Linked DNA regions of Mus musculus: region 1 is linked to region 2. A link is a contact called in public promoter capture Hi-C data. All regions are on one chromosome and are shown on one strand. Each heading gives the region's core, a stretch centred on a gene start, on an enhancer-like site or on the middle of the called end of the contact. The rest is flanking DNA. Distances are from core to core; before and after follow the strand shown. Region 1 overlaps Emilin2 (elastin microfibril interfacer 2). Region 2 overlaps Myom1 (myomesin 1).

Region 1 (6,410 bases), core at 1,569-4,068, 140 kb after region 2:
AACCCACTACCTAGATACAGTGTATATACCTATACTCTCAGCACTTGGAAGTTTGAGGCAAGAGGATTGCAGTGAGTTCAAGGCTAACCTGGGCTCTAGAGTAGCTAGCGAGGGGTACACATCAAGAGCCTGTCTAGCAAAAAACAAAACAAAAAACAATAAAGGAACAACAGGGTAGCTCAGTGGGTATGCTATCCAAGTGCCTGCTATCCAAGTGTGACAACCTGAGTTCCAGCCTAGAGGACCAGCTAGCCTGGAGCATGCAACATGGCAGAAACAAGAGACCCTGCCTTGACAAGGGGAGAAGAGAGAACCCACTCCTGGAAGCTGTCCCCTGACCTCCACATGCTGTGTGTGCTCACTACTCTCCCTATTTTAATAATTAAAAATGTGAAAGAATGTAGAGGAGTGGCTCTGATGCTTCAATTTAATCAGGAATCGGCGAGTGCTGCTGCTGAGGTCCTTGTCCCCAGTTGGTTCTTGATCAATCAACAAAGATGCCATCAGCCAATGGCTGGGCAGAAAGAAAGAGATAGGACTTTCAGGTTCCCACAGGCTAGGAGAGAGGGGGAGGAGGAGAATCAAGATACTGGGCGGGGGGGGGGGGTGGAACAGTCTTGGAGCTACAGGGGAGATCTTCCACAACGTTGGTGGAAAGGGAAAGCAGCCCATAGGCTTCACAGGAGGTATCTGGGCAACTAAACGAAGGGCAAATTTAGAGACATGAAACTAGGAGTGAAGGTAAGGGCACGCTAGCCTCAGGAGGCTTAGAAGAGCCCAGCCATTGAGCCAGTAAGAGAGGTTAGAAATGAGCTAATGTGTGTGTTTGTTCTATCTGTGGATCCAAGAGAGCTCCTGGGACTCACTGGGTACTCAAAGTGGTGTAGTCAAAACTACCCACTACCAAAACAAAAACAAAAACAAAAAACATCAAACTGACACTACAGAATGCTAAGGAACAAACATGAGATGTCCCCAAGTATGGGCCCTAGGAGGACAGCCTGCAGAGAGAGGAGCAGTCACTTGGCTACTCAAAACACGGGTTCCAATGCACTAGGGCCAGTTACTGACCCTCCCTGTAGGAGGGTGAAGAGGTTCCAGCAAGACACGAGGCTTAGCCATGCAGTAGCAACTGGTGAGCATGTGAAAGGCCCCTCAGATCTCACAGGCAACCGCATGATCTGAACTGTTCCCTTGACAGCACGGAAGGGGAAATGCACCCAGTGGAAGGAAGGGCCCTGCCCTGACCATACTGCTCACAGAGGACACCGCGGGGACCTTCTTTAAGAACAGAGAGCCTGTGGCCACTCCAGTCAAGAGCAGTCAGATGTGAAGACAGTGAAACCCATGGAATAGAAGAGAAGTCAAAACTGGTACAAAGGTCTAGTTTCTGCTTGGTACAAACCAGTGAAAACAGGAACACCAGTACATCTGTATCACATGTGTTACTATCTGTGGTGACATCAAAATTGAAGATTTTTGTGCCACAGCACTCAACCCCATGGTGGCAGGGAGAGAGGGTCAGAAGAGAGGGGGTGGGACCAGCCTCACTTGAAATTTGTAGAAGATAAATTCACAGTTAATCCCAATACTTATATGAATAAGCTATGAAGGGAGACACATCAATGGCTGGCATTGGCTGTGGATGCAGCTCTGGGGTACAGTGCTCACTGAGTACACTCATGGCAGCTAGTGAAAAGCTTTAAGACAACAGAGCCTGTATGTAGGCTCACTCGCGTACCTCAGCGTGTATTAGTGCAGTGGTATCAGTGTTGGTAGTTTATCTGTTCCACCTCATTCTGGGCACCTCTTGCCCTTTGTGTCCCTACCTGCCCTGCTACTTGTGACTCCATTTCCTTCCATTTCTAGGACCGATCTGGAAGTAGCTTTTTATTTTAACAACCAATTCCCAGGGCTCACCTCACCTCTGCTGAGTAAATCTCCTGGGTGATCCATGTCTTCAAAGTTACACAGGGCACACACATGTGACCACATGGAAGACTCTGGACTAGGACACCTCTGTTCAAATACAGAATTTTTTGTTTTGTTTTGTTTTATGTTTTGTTTTGGTTTGGTTTTTGGTTTTTTCGAGACAGGGTCTCTGTATAGCCCTGGCTGTCCTGGAACTTACTCTGTAGACCAGGCTGGCCTTGATCTCAGAAATCCGCCTGCCTCTGCCTCCCAAGTGTTAGGATTAAAGATATGTACACCACCACTGCCCGGCCCTCAGATTGTTTTGTTTTGTTTTAACATTATTACTGTTTAAAGTGTATGTGTATATGTCCTGGAAACTGAATTCCATCCTCTCTCTAAGAGCTGTGCATGCTCTTAATTGCTGAGCCATCTCTCCAGACACCAAATTCAAAATGTTGATGAATAAAAGCTGCTATTGACAGCAACTAGGGTATAAGAAAAACCAGATGCCCCAGGGAAGAACCGACTGCCTGACATGCATATTCCTTTGGATTTTCTTGTGAGTCCACAGAATTATGATAGTCCATCACTGTACCTTGGACCCAAGCTGCCCCCAAATTCAGTGGATTCCAAGCTTGTGGCCAAAGCCATCAGGGTGCAGCCGACAGGCCCCAGCCCCAGCCAGACTGCATGGCTCAGTAACTCCCTTCGCTAGTCTGTGCTTTTCCACTGTTACAGCTTACCATAGGAAACCTGATCAAAGTAGGAGCCTTCCGTCTGTGGTATAACAGAACTCCAAGAGGAGGGATTCCCAAGATAAGGCCAGGAGCCACAGCAGCTCCTCACCACAGGATGTTGAAAGGCTGTTTGTGGTTGTATCAAGGCAGGGCTGTCCCTTCTTGGAAGCATGACAGGAGACTTCCCGACCACAGCAACTTCTCTCTTTCTCAACCCCAGCACCTCTCCTCTCACAAGATAGAGGGGAAATGGTGGTTCCTGAGAGACTCCGTGTCAGCTTATCCTCATACATAAGAGGGGTTGATCTTGCAAAAGTAGTTTCTATTGATATTTGTGCTACAGATTAAGGTCCCTGGCAAGAAGGCAGGTTCCACCCTTTGTTCTTATCTGGGAGGGTTAATGTTGGGCACCAAGCATGCTCAAGGGCATGAGGGTGAATAGCCACAGCTTGAGGAAGATGGAGTGAATAACAAGAAAAAGAAGGTGCAAAGATGTGTTAAATTCACTTAAAGGGCCAACAGTGGCCCCCACACACATGGGAAAATAAAAGCCAGGACCAACAGTGCCCCCCACGTGGGGACCCAGGATTACACCCCCACCCAGAAGGTTGTAGAGGGAATCTTTTGTGCAATGTATGAAAGCTTCACCACTCAATAAAAATGCCTATGGCCAATGAGCTGGGGCAGGATTAGAAGGTGGGACACCCAGCATAGAGAGAGGGGATTCTGGAAAATAGTCAGGCTCAGGAGATTCACCCTGAACTCTGAGATGCATGAAACTGAGGAGACAGTAACTAGCCATGTGGCACTCTTAGAATAAACTGGATTATTGAGATATGAGCTAGTTAGGGAACAGAGCCAAAGCTGTTGGTCTCAGCATTTATTCATATCAATGCTCAGAGTCGTAATTTCATGAACAAAGAGGCCAGGTGGAAAAACATGAGGTTACAGACAGTCCTAACTATGGAAGGTCTTGGTGCACTAAGAACACGGGGCTTGAAAAACTCCCAGTGTATTTATTCATAAGAAACACACTTGTAGTCAAGAAAGGGTGCCAAGAAAGGAAAGGGTAAGGAGGTGACATCACTCTGCAGCTCTCTGCAGTTCTCCCTAGAAGGGATTGACCTATCATAGGCCTCCACTCTCCTCCCGGTAATAGCAGGGGAGTGGAGTGGGGCACATTGAAGAATGGAAAGGGGAGACAGCTCAGGGGAGCAGATTCTACCCCCATTGGGTTGAGAGTGAATTAAAACAGGCGGGGGAGGGGTGTTCACTGATTACCAACTGCTGTCCCCCAACTAACTCACAAAGCACCATTGTGACTGTTATTTCCAATGCAGAGACGGAGAAAGGAGGTAGGTAGGTGTTCAGGGTGTAAACAACCTGCCCATGTCACAGAGTTTCAGTACAGATGAACTGGGACTTCAAGGCTGGGGAAAGCCACCATCTCCAGTTGTTTCTCATAGTATATCAAATCCCTTATCCTAGCCACATCGTGTGGCACAACCAGATTCTGACCCTCTTTTCCCATGGCAGCCTCTCACCTTCTGTCTCACTGAAACACTTAGGTTTGCAACAGAACAAATCCATTCCTGTCCCAGAGCCTTCCGGACCATCTTCCTGCTAAATTAATTCTTGCTTCCCGTTATCTATCTATTCTGTTTTATCTTTCCTCGGGGTACTGATTGCTAACTAAAGTCAAACTTTCACCACCATGGCTGTTCTTCTTTTCCTCTAGAGTGTCAGATCCATGATGGCTGAGACAGGACAGAGCTTAGGAGAGATCTGCTAAATAATCTACTGAACCAGGTGTGGCGATACCTGTGACCTAGGAACTCAGGAGGTTGAGGTAGAACAATTACCATGAGTTCAAGGCCAGACTGGGATCTAGGTAAGAGAATAAGTGAATGAAACATGAATGAATGAATGAATGAATGAATGAATGAATGAATGAAAATGTAAAGAGTCAGGAGAGCTGCAGGCAAGAGCAATGAAATACTATAGTGATTACCTGCAATCCCAGGACTGGGGGGGGGGGGGGGAGGCAGGGAAATCTCAAGATCTAGTCATTCTAAGAATGAATGGTAATTAGTAGTAGTAGTAGTAGTAGTAGTAGTAGTAATAGTAGTAGTAGTAGTAGTAGTAGTTGTTCATTTTTCAGAAATTGTATACCCATCAGAGTCTCAGGAGATTCATATATATATATATACATACATACATATATATATATACACATATACATGTATGAGTTTATATATAAATATGTGTGTCCATATATGTGTGTGTGTATATATGAATGAGAGCCTTTTTTGCATATGAATCCTTTTTAAGCCCAGGCAAGAGCACATGCCTTGATAGGATACAAGAAAGACCCTCCTGAGGCCAGCTGCATAACTGAGTCCACCTATGGACCTCACAAGAGCAGACAATAGGAACCTGAGTTATATCTTGACCTGTCATCAAGCTGTACCTTAGGCCCAGTCCCCTCCTCCGGGCTGGTTCTAATTATGGGAGGAGGGACTCGCCGTGTCTCCCAATATGACAGTGTGTTACCCTTCAAAGGCTGGTTTGCTGTGACCAACAGAATGAATGAGGCAGAAGTGATTCCAAGCTACCTTGCCCCCGCCTGTCTGGACCACAGCTTTGCTTTCCATCTGTGGGCCGGTTGCCAGCTGTACCTAAGAGTGGCAGGATGTGAGGAAGCCCACGAGGACACATGTGGAGCAGGGCGACATGGAGGCTCACCACAACTCCAGGACCGTGGCCTACATGAACCTGATCCTTCCTCCAAACACAAAACACAGCTAAGAGGGTGACTCAGGCTGAGTACACAAGACAGCAGCAGAGCCTAGTTACCCTGCACAAGCCCTTGACCCAGGAATGACGGAAAATAACTACCATGGAGATTGGGGTAGGAGATTGCGCGGCAAAATATAACTCCTGTTCACACCAAAGTCTTCCCCCAAATGCCCCCTCTTCCTGCCTTTGAGTTCCACCCACTCCTCATTTATCCATTCACATTTCTTCTAGAAGTTTCTCTCATTCTCTCACCCCACTGCTCACCCTGCCATTTCTCTCAACTATGCTCAGTTATTACTTTCTTCAGCCTGAAGGCTCAGCCCTGTGCCTTTTCCCTTTGAGAAGCCCTGTGGGGATCCTAGTGAGGGGAACAGCCAGTTCTTGTGGCCCCTTTTGTTTGGCTCTCCGCCAGACTTTTGTATTCACATTTGCTACATACTAAGCCCCCATTTACTATGTCCAGGGGTGCACAGAGAGCTTGTGAGTCCACAGGCCCTTTGTACTGTAATACCTGCTCCTTCCTTGACTACAGACTGCATTGCCCCTCACAGATCTGAGGATGCTTTCTGAGGAGAGATGGCACGTGTGATCTCTGCACCCCTCAGAGAGTCTCACGTGCGGTTACAGTCGGTGCTTAGCAAATACTCTGTTGTCTTTTAACTGGTTGACATGTGACTTCAACCTTAGCTACAGGGTCACTCCAGATCCCAGGTCTCCTGGGCCTGTTGGCGCTGGAAGTCAGAGGACACCACTCACTTATTTTTGGCTCCTCTCCATCACAAGTTCTCCCAAGCCCACATGATCTGCACTCACAGCATGACCCCCAAACTGAAGGATGATACATGGAAACCGATTTGTCTCCAGACCTACCCGTCTCCAACTCCGCATAGACGAGCCTCAGAATGGACACAGATTCCCACGCTGTCCAGCACTGCCAATTAACTGGAAATATCTGGCTGT
Region 2 (6,188 bases), core at 483-2,982:
TGCACCTTATTCGGAGCATAGCCATGGGCGCCTAGCTTTAAACTATGCAACTATTTAAACTCCAGCCTGGGGGCCTTGCAGTTATTGCTGATATGGAGTTGGATTAGAACTAGCTGATTTATCACCTCCCTTCCCATAATCCTGTCTTGCAGGCACTCAATCTCACTTGCAATGTGTGGGGTGACCCGCCCCCTGAGGTGTCCTGGCTGAAAAACGAGAAGCCACTGACCTCTGACGACCACTGCAGCCTCAAGTTTGAGGCCGGGAAAACCGCCTTCTTCACCATCTCAGGCGTGAGCACGGCAGACTCCGGCAAGTACGGGCTGGTGGTGAAGAACAAATATGGCTCGGAGACCAGCGACTTCACCGTTAGTGTGTTCATCCCAGAGGAGGAGTTGAGGAAGGGAGCAATGGAGCCTCCCAAGGGCAACCAGAAGTCCAAGTGAGCAGAGACTGGGGGAGTTTTGAGGAGAGCCAGGACCAGCTGGCCACCCATCATGCTGCTGTCGTGAAAAGGATTGGGCTACAGACGATGAAATCCTCCTGGTGGCTCCATTTTGTGCTGGCTTAGGAGGAAGTCATCAGATCTCTTATTCCTATAGATGAGGAGGCACCATTGAAGAACACATTAAGGGTTTTAATCTACAATTTATGTAGTAAGAAAACATTAGGAAATGATTTCAAGGAAGAAGGGCAGAGGATGTTGGAGAAGTGCTGAGCGAGAGCAGAAGTGAGGCCAGCATGGAAGCCGGTGACGCTTTACCTGTAAGCTCTTAGGAATTGTGTCCATACCTCATGTTCTATCAAAATAGAGGCATGTGCCTGTAGGCTTGAGTATGGTGGGTCCCTGTTAGTAGAGGTGGTGCATTTCTGATAGCAGCCTTGTGAACTGGCCTCCCCCAGTGTGAATAAAGTCTCCTGCCTTTCCTCTTTCCCCTTGTGTCTCTCTGATCCTCACCATGTTGGGGCCTTTCCACCTCCTCCTAATCATTTCTGTAGCTCATCTTTTGGTTTACACCCTTAGGGCAAAAGCAGTTCCTTCTGGACATGGTCAGATAAGCCATCTGTGGTCAGCCACGGCTCAGAATTCCAAGTCACACTCACATTGCACATCTGATCACGTACACTATACTCCATCACTAAGATGGAGTAGTCTTTGATTGAAGTGTGTCAACTAATTATGACAGAACATCCAAACCTAATGAAAAGAGATTAATTTTTTGAAGTTCTGGAGGCACCAAAATCCAAGATCAAAATTCTGGCATCTGGAAAGGATAGGGAGCCAGAATCTTAAGGACTTTTTGGCTGCCCTGTGATGCCAGGAAGACAAGCAAGAGTGAACTCTCAGAAGTGAGGAGGTTGCATACAAACTCAGCCTTTTGTCAGGAACCCTCTCTAGAGGCAACTAAACCAGTCTACTGTGCACACTGACAACATTCACCCCTGCTTTCCTGGTTAAATACCTGTTGAAGATCCCGTTCCTCCACACCAGCAGACATGAGTCCTGGTTGTGAACACTGGGGCACATTCAAACTATGACACCAAGAACCAAGCAGTCTTCCCTATGCTGCAGAAATGGCTCCTAAGTATATAGAGCTTTTAAAAGATCAGGGCTGAAGTTGGCTCTAATCTGACTGTTGGTCCTTCCCTATCCAGCTGAGTGTCAGCTGCTGCAGCGATGAACCCAGGCAGGAGCGGGGCACTGAGCTCTCGTAACAGGAAGCTTGGTTCATGAGAAGGGCTTGTTCCTTGGATGGCAGCTTCCTCTCTGGTGACGGCAGCCCTCACTTCCACAGGACTCATGAGGCTCTCACCAAAGCCAAGCCTGGGATTGCCTGATCTTGGCTGCTCCACTTCTAAACTAAGTAAACTTCATTTCTTTGCAAAACTAGCAGGCTTCAAGTCCTTCAGTATGGAAAAATATACACTCTAGTGTAGTTAATAAATGCATTTCCTGGAAACCAAGTGAACCCCAGCTGAAGGTCGCTTTCCAGACATAGTTCAAATTCTCCCTGCTTCAGCAAAAGGCTGCTTGGGCTCAAGTAGACCCAGAAGGAACGGGCCACTGGATGCATACCTGCCAGGAAGCCTGAGAAGAGTCCAGCAGAGGCAGTCTCTCATGCTGAGATAGAGGCTCCTGAGCCCTCTGCAGAACTCACAATGCAGCAACCGAAGCAGCAAGCAGGGTCCCAGTGTTGGGTGACTAGAAGTGGGAGTTGATCCCATTGCCTTTTACTGAGAGAGACCTACCCAGGCTGCTGGAGAAGACATGCTAAATCACACACACACACACACACACACACACACACACACACACACACCATGTTCTGACTTCTGAAATTGTACAAGAACATGAAACCAACATGTACTCCCACTGGGAACCCCACGATGTGGTAGGAGGACCTGATGGGATAACATCAAGGAAAGGGAGAGAAATGTTTATATCAGGGAAATAGATGCTAAGATTCCTCAACAAACTGACTCTAAGAACTATCCCAGCCAGTATAGCGACCAAACTGGACCACATCATTATCCAGTAGCTTTTGAAGCTATTTCTACATAGAAGGCCACAACTGAAACCACAGTCATGTTGATAAAACTATTCTGAAGTTTCCTTTTAACCCATAATTTAGGAATCTGTGGCCTGCTGCAGGCAGGCTGTGGATATAGTCATCCTGGAACGTAGTAAATGTCTGTTTTTATAAAATTAATATATACAGGCCAGTGACAACTTCTGAATATTTCCAAGTCCTTGAAAGTACATCCTTACTTTTTTTTTTCTATTTAAACGTTTAGTCATTGAAAAAATTAGTTTTAAGACTACTCTTTATAGTGTTAAAAAGTCTCTTTAATTTGTTAAAGTATATTTATCAACTGATCTTTTTTCCATTTTAATCATTGTCATTATCTGGCTTAAACAATATTCCCAAGAAATTAACCTTAACAGCCAAAAACAACAACAACAACAAACAAAACAAAACAAAACAAAACCCAAAACCCAGAAAATTTGAGTTCTTTTAAATATTTTCATGTTATATATAAACCTAGATATAAGATGATAGTCAAACATTCTAAGTTCGAATCAGAAACCTAAGCTGTTACTAGGTTAAACTATCTGAAAAATTCCAAGTATATAAAAATAAAGAGAGTGGAAAGGTGGCTCAGTCAGTAAAGAACTTCCCACGCAGGCATGGGGGAAGACCAGAGTTGGATCCCTAGCACCTCATACAAAGCAGAGCATGGTGTGCCCTTAGGATCCCAGTGCTGAAGAGGCAGAGGGAGGCCCAAGCATCCCAGGGCCCTCTGGCCAGCCAGTCTAGACAAAGCAAAGTAGATGGCTCCCCACGTATGTCATCTGAGGTTGACCACATTCTCACACACTCATATAATGTATATACACACACACCCATACACAAACACTCACACAAACACACACACATCCTTACATATGCACACACATGCACATACACTCACAATACTCATATACACATTCAAACACACCCTTACATACACAAACATACTCACATATGAACACACTCATACACACCCCTATGCACACTCACACACATACACTCGCATAATACTCATATATACACACATAAAATATGCAGACTCTATAAAGCCATAATACTAATTATATATATAGAGAGAGGTCCTCACAGCAGGGACTGGAAATTAATACTAACCCCAGAACAAGACTCACTTGTTCAAAGTGGGCTGTGCAAAGGCAGCTTAGACAAAACAAAATTGGTCACAGTAAAAAGTATCGCCAACTGGCATGGGGATGCTCGCTGTATAAGCCATCTGCCTGGAGGTGGTTCTAGGAAGAAAAAAAAATTAACTCTTCAAGTCAGTAATGGTTGCATGTGGGGTCCACATTTACAGCATATCATGGTATGAGTCCCACAAGAACACCCATAAAAATGGAAATGATGTCTGGAGTCCAGAGAAGCAAGTGTAATCCTTCGCTACGGGAGACTTCTGAGTCTGGCCACAAAGGATCACTGTTAGGAGGATTGTTCTCCCACAGACGGCTAGAAAACTTGGCTAAATATAAAGCAGAAAATGTCTGGGGCCTGGGGTAGCCCACACACATAGGACTGTGACTCCTAAGGGGGCTGGGAATGGGTGATAGCAACAGCTGTGACTTCTCTGGCTGCTTGCTTGGATGAAGAGCTTAGGCTACCGCTCAGCTTCACTGAACTGAAGAGGGAGAGGCGCCTAGGAAGTTTATGAGTGAGAAGAACTGCACAGAGGACAGGGGCCAGCGTGCTGCAGGTGGCCTGTGGGAGTTCTGGAGGGAGCCAGTGGAGTGATCAGACAAACAATTCTTGAAGCTCACGTGGGCTGGAAGTAGAGCTCATTGCCACCAATGCAAGTGAAAAGTGTGGTCCACACCGGGTTGGGCAGATGGACCAGAAGTTTCTCACTTTCACCCTGGAGGCCTAGACTGAAAGCAGCAAAGGAAGCTGCTTCAGACCCCAGAGTGGAAAAGGAAGCTGTGCGCATACGGAGGGGTGGCTCAGGAAGCTTTGCGCATATGGAGAGGTGCCTCAATGGCTGAGCATGCCTGCTCTGAGCTCAGTGTCCGCATAAAGACCCGGTATGGCTCCAAGTGTCTACCATTCTAGCATGGGGGCAGAGACAGGATAGCTCACGGGCCAGCCATCCTATTCAAAATGGTGAATTTCTGCTTCCAAGAGACTTGTCTCAATGTACGAAGGCAGAGAATAATAGAGAAAGACAGCCCACATCGCTTTCTGGCCTCTATGTGTACATACAGGTACATGTGTATGTACAAACACATACACACACAGAGGCACACATGTGTGCACACACAGAGGCATCACACACAGATAAATGTGTATGCACACACACACACACACACACACACCACATACACACAAGGACACAAACACAAAAGGAAACAAGCCTAAAAAGGATGACATTTCTGAAAGAGTGGAAACTGTGTCAGAATCATATGTAAAGCACTTCAAACAAGGTCAGGATTGAACAGAGTAACGTTACAAGAGCACGTATCCAATCCAAATTTAGTAGGCTTCTACACTGGGGGTCTTGCTGCTGGGAGAACACCTGCCTCACACAGGCAAGGCCTTACTCAGTTTCCAGCACCCCCAATATATAATACATACTACATATATACATGCATATATCCACACATACATACATGTATACATACATACATGCATATATCCACCTATATACATGAACACACATATACATATACACACATGTATACATGTACACATATACACACATATATACATGTATACATACACATATATACACACATACATATATACATATACATACATATACACACATACATGCATGTACATATATACATACAAACACACATACATTTAAACATACATATATACATATATATGTATATAGACACATACATGCATATATACAGACAAGTAATAAATGGCATAAGGCATAAAATGGTTATAGCTGATGAGTAGAAGAAAAATAGTCATAAAAATAATCCCAGAAATGACATGAGTATGGAACACATGTTAGGTGAGTAAGCAATCCAAAGGATTCATTATAAATATAGTATAGGCTGGTAGCACAGGCCTGTAATACCAGCAACTAGGGAGGCTGTGGCAGGTGAATTTTAAGTTCAAGGCCTGCCTGGGCAATCTTGTGAGGCATTGTCTCAAAATAAAAAAATGAGAAAGCCAAGAATGTAGCTCATTCGTATATTACTTGTGCAGAGCATGTGCAAGCTAAATTCAGTCCCAAGTGCTGACTGCAAAATGACTTAATATCTTCCATGTATCCAAGGAGCCCGAGGAGAGAATGAATACATTAAGTAGGAAATGGAAGTCTACCAAAATATAGTGAATTTGCAAAAGAAAAATATTCATAAAGAAAACTCCTTAAAGCAGTCAGCAGACTACAAGTTACACTGCAGTGGAACAAAAGTAGACTGTTATGAGACTCTGCCTGAGAGGCTATGGAAACCAGGGGGCAGAGGATCAAGAACTTTAAAGTACCAAAGAGCAGGGCTGGAGAGATGGCTCAGTGGGTAAAGGCACTTGCCACCAAGCCTGATGACCTAAGTTCGGTCCCCAGAAACCTGAGTTCAGTCCCCAGGACTCACAGTTGGAAGGAGAGGACCAACTTTCACAGATTGTCCACTGACCTTCACACACATG

Evidence for each region. Capture Hi-C pulls out chosen DNA fragments and counts their contacts.
Region 1: a contact with region 2 is called in a promoter capture Hi-C map of adipose tissue. The contact joins two enhancer-like sites. A contact is called at or near these places in 1 of 484 Hi-C or Micro-C datasets (nephron progenitors), 2 of 115 datasets of contacts at active chromatin or transcription factors (embryonic stem cells and microglia) and 3 of 9 other capture datasets (adipose tissue, liver and pancreatic islet).

Annotation. Positions count from the first base shown.
Region 1 is chr17:71,262,128-71,268,537 of GRCm38.p6, forward strand. All of the region lies in intron 4 of Emilin2 (elastin microfibril interfacer 2), which reads right to left. Among named protein-coding and RNA genes, the nearest start is that of Emilin2, 46 kb to the right of the region's middle. Within about 2 kb of position 2,819, at least 91 of the 459 cell types and tissues checked have an H3K27ac peak or open chromatin away from gene starts, as enhancers often do. A contact at or near this core is called in adipose tissue, where this site is marked.
Region 2 is chr17:71,125,924-71,132,111 of GRCm38.p6, forward strand. Myom1 (myomesin 1) reads left to right here. Exons shown (of 37, transcript NM_001083934.1): 37 at 153-933. The coding sequence ends at 446. Among named protein-coding and RNA genes, the nearest start is that of Lpin2, 55 kb to the right of the region's middle. Within about 2 kb of position 1,733, at least 33 of the 459 cell types and tissues checked have an H3K27ac peak or open chromatin away from gene starts, as enhancers often do. A contact at or near this core is called in adipose tissue, where this site is marked.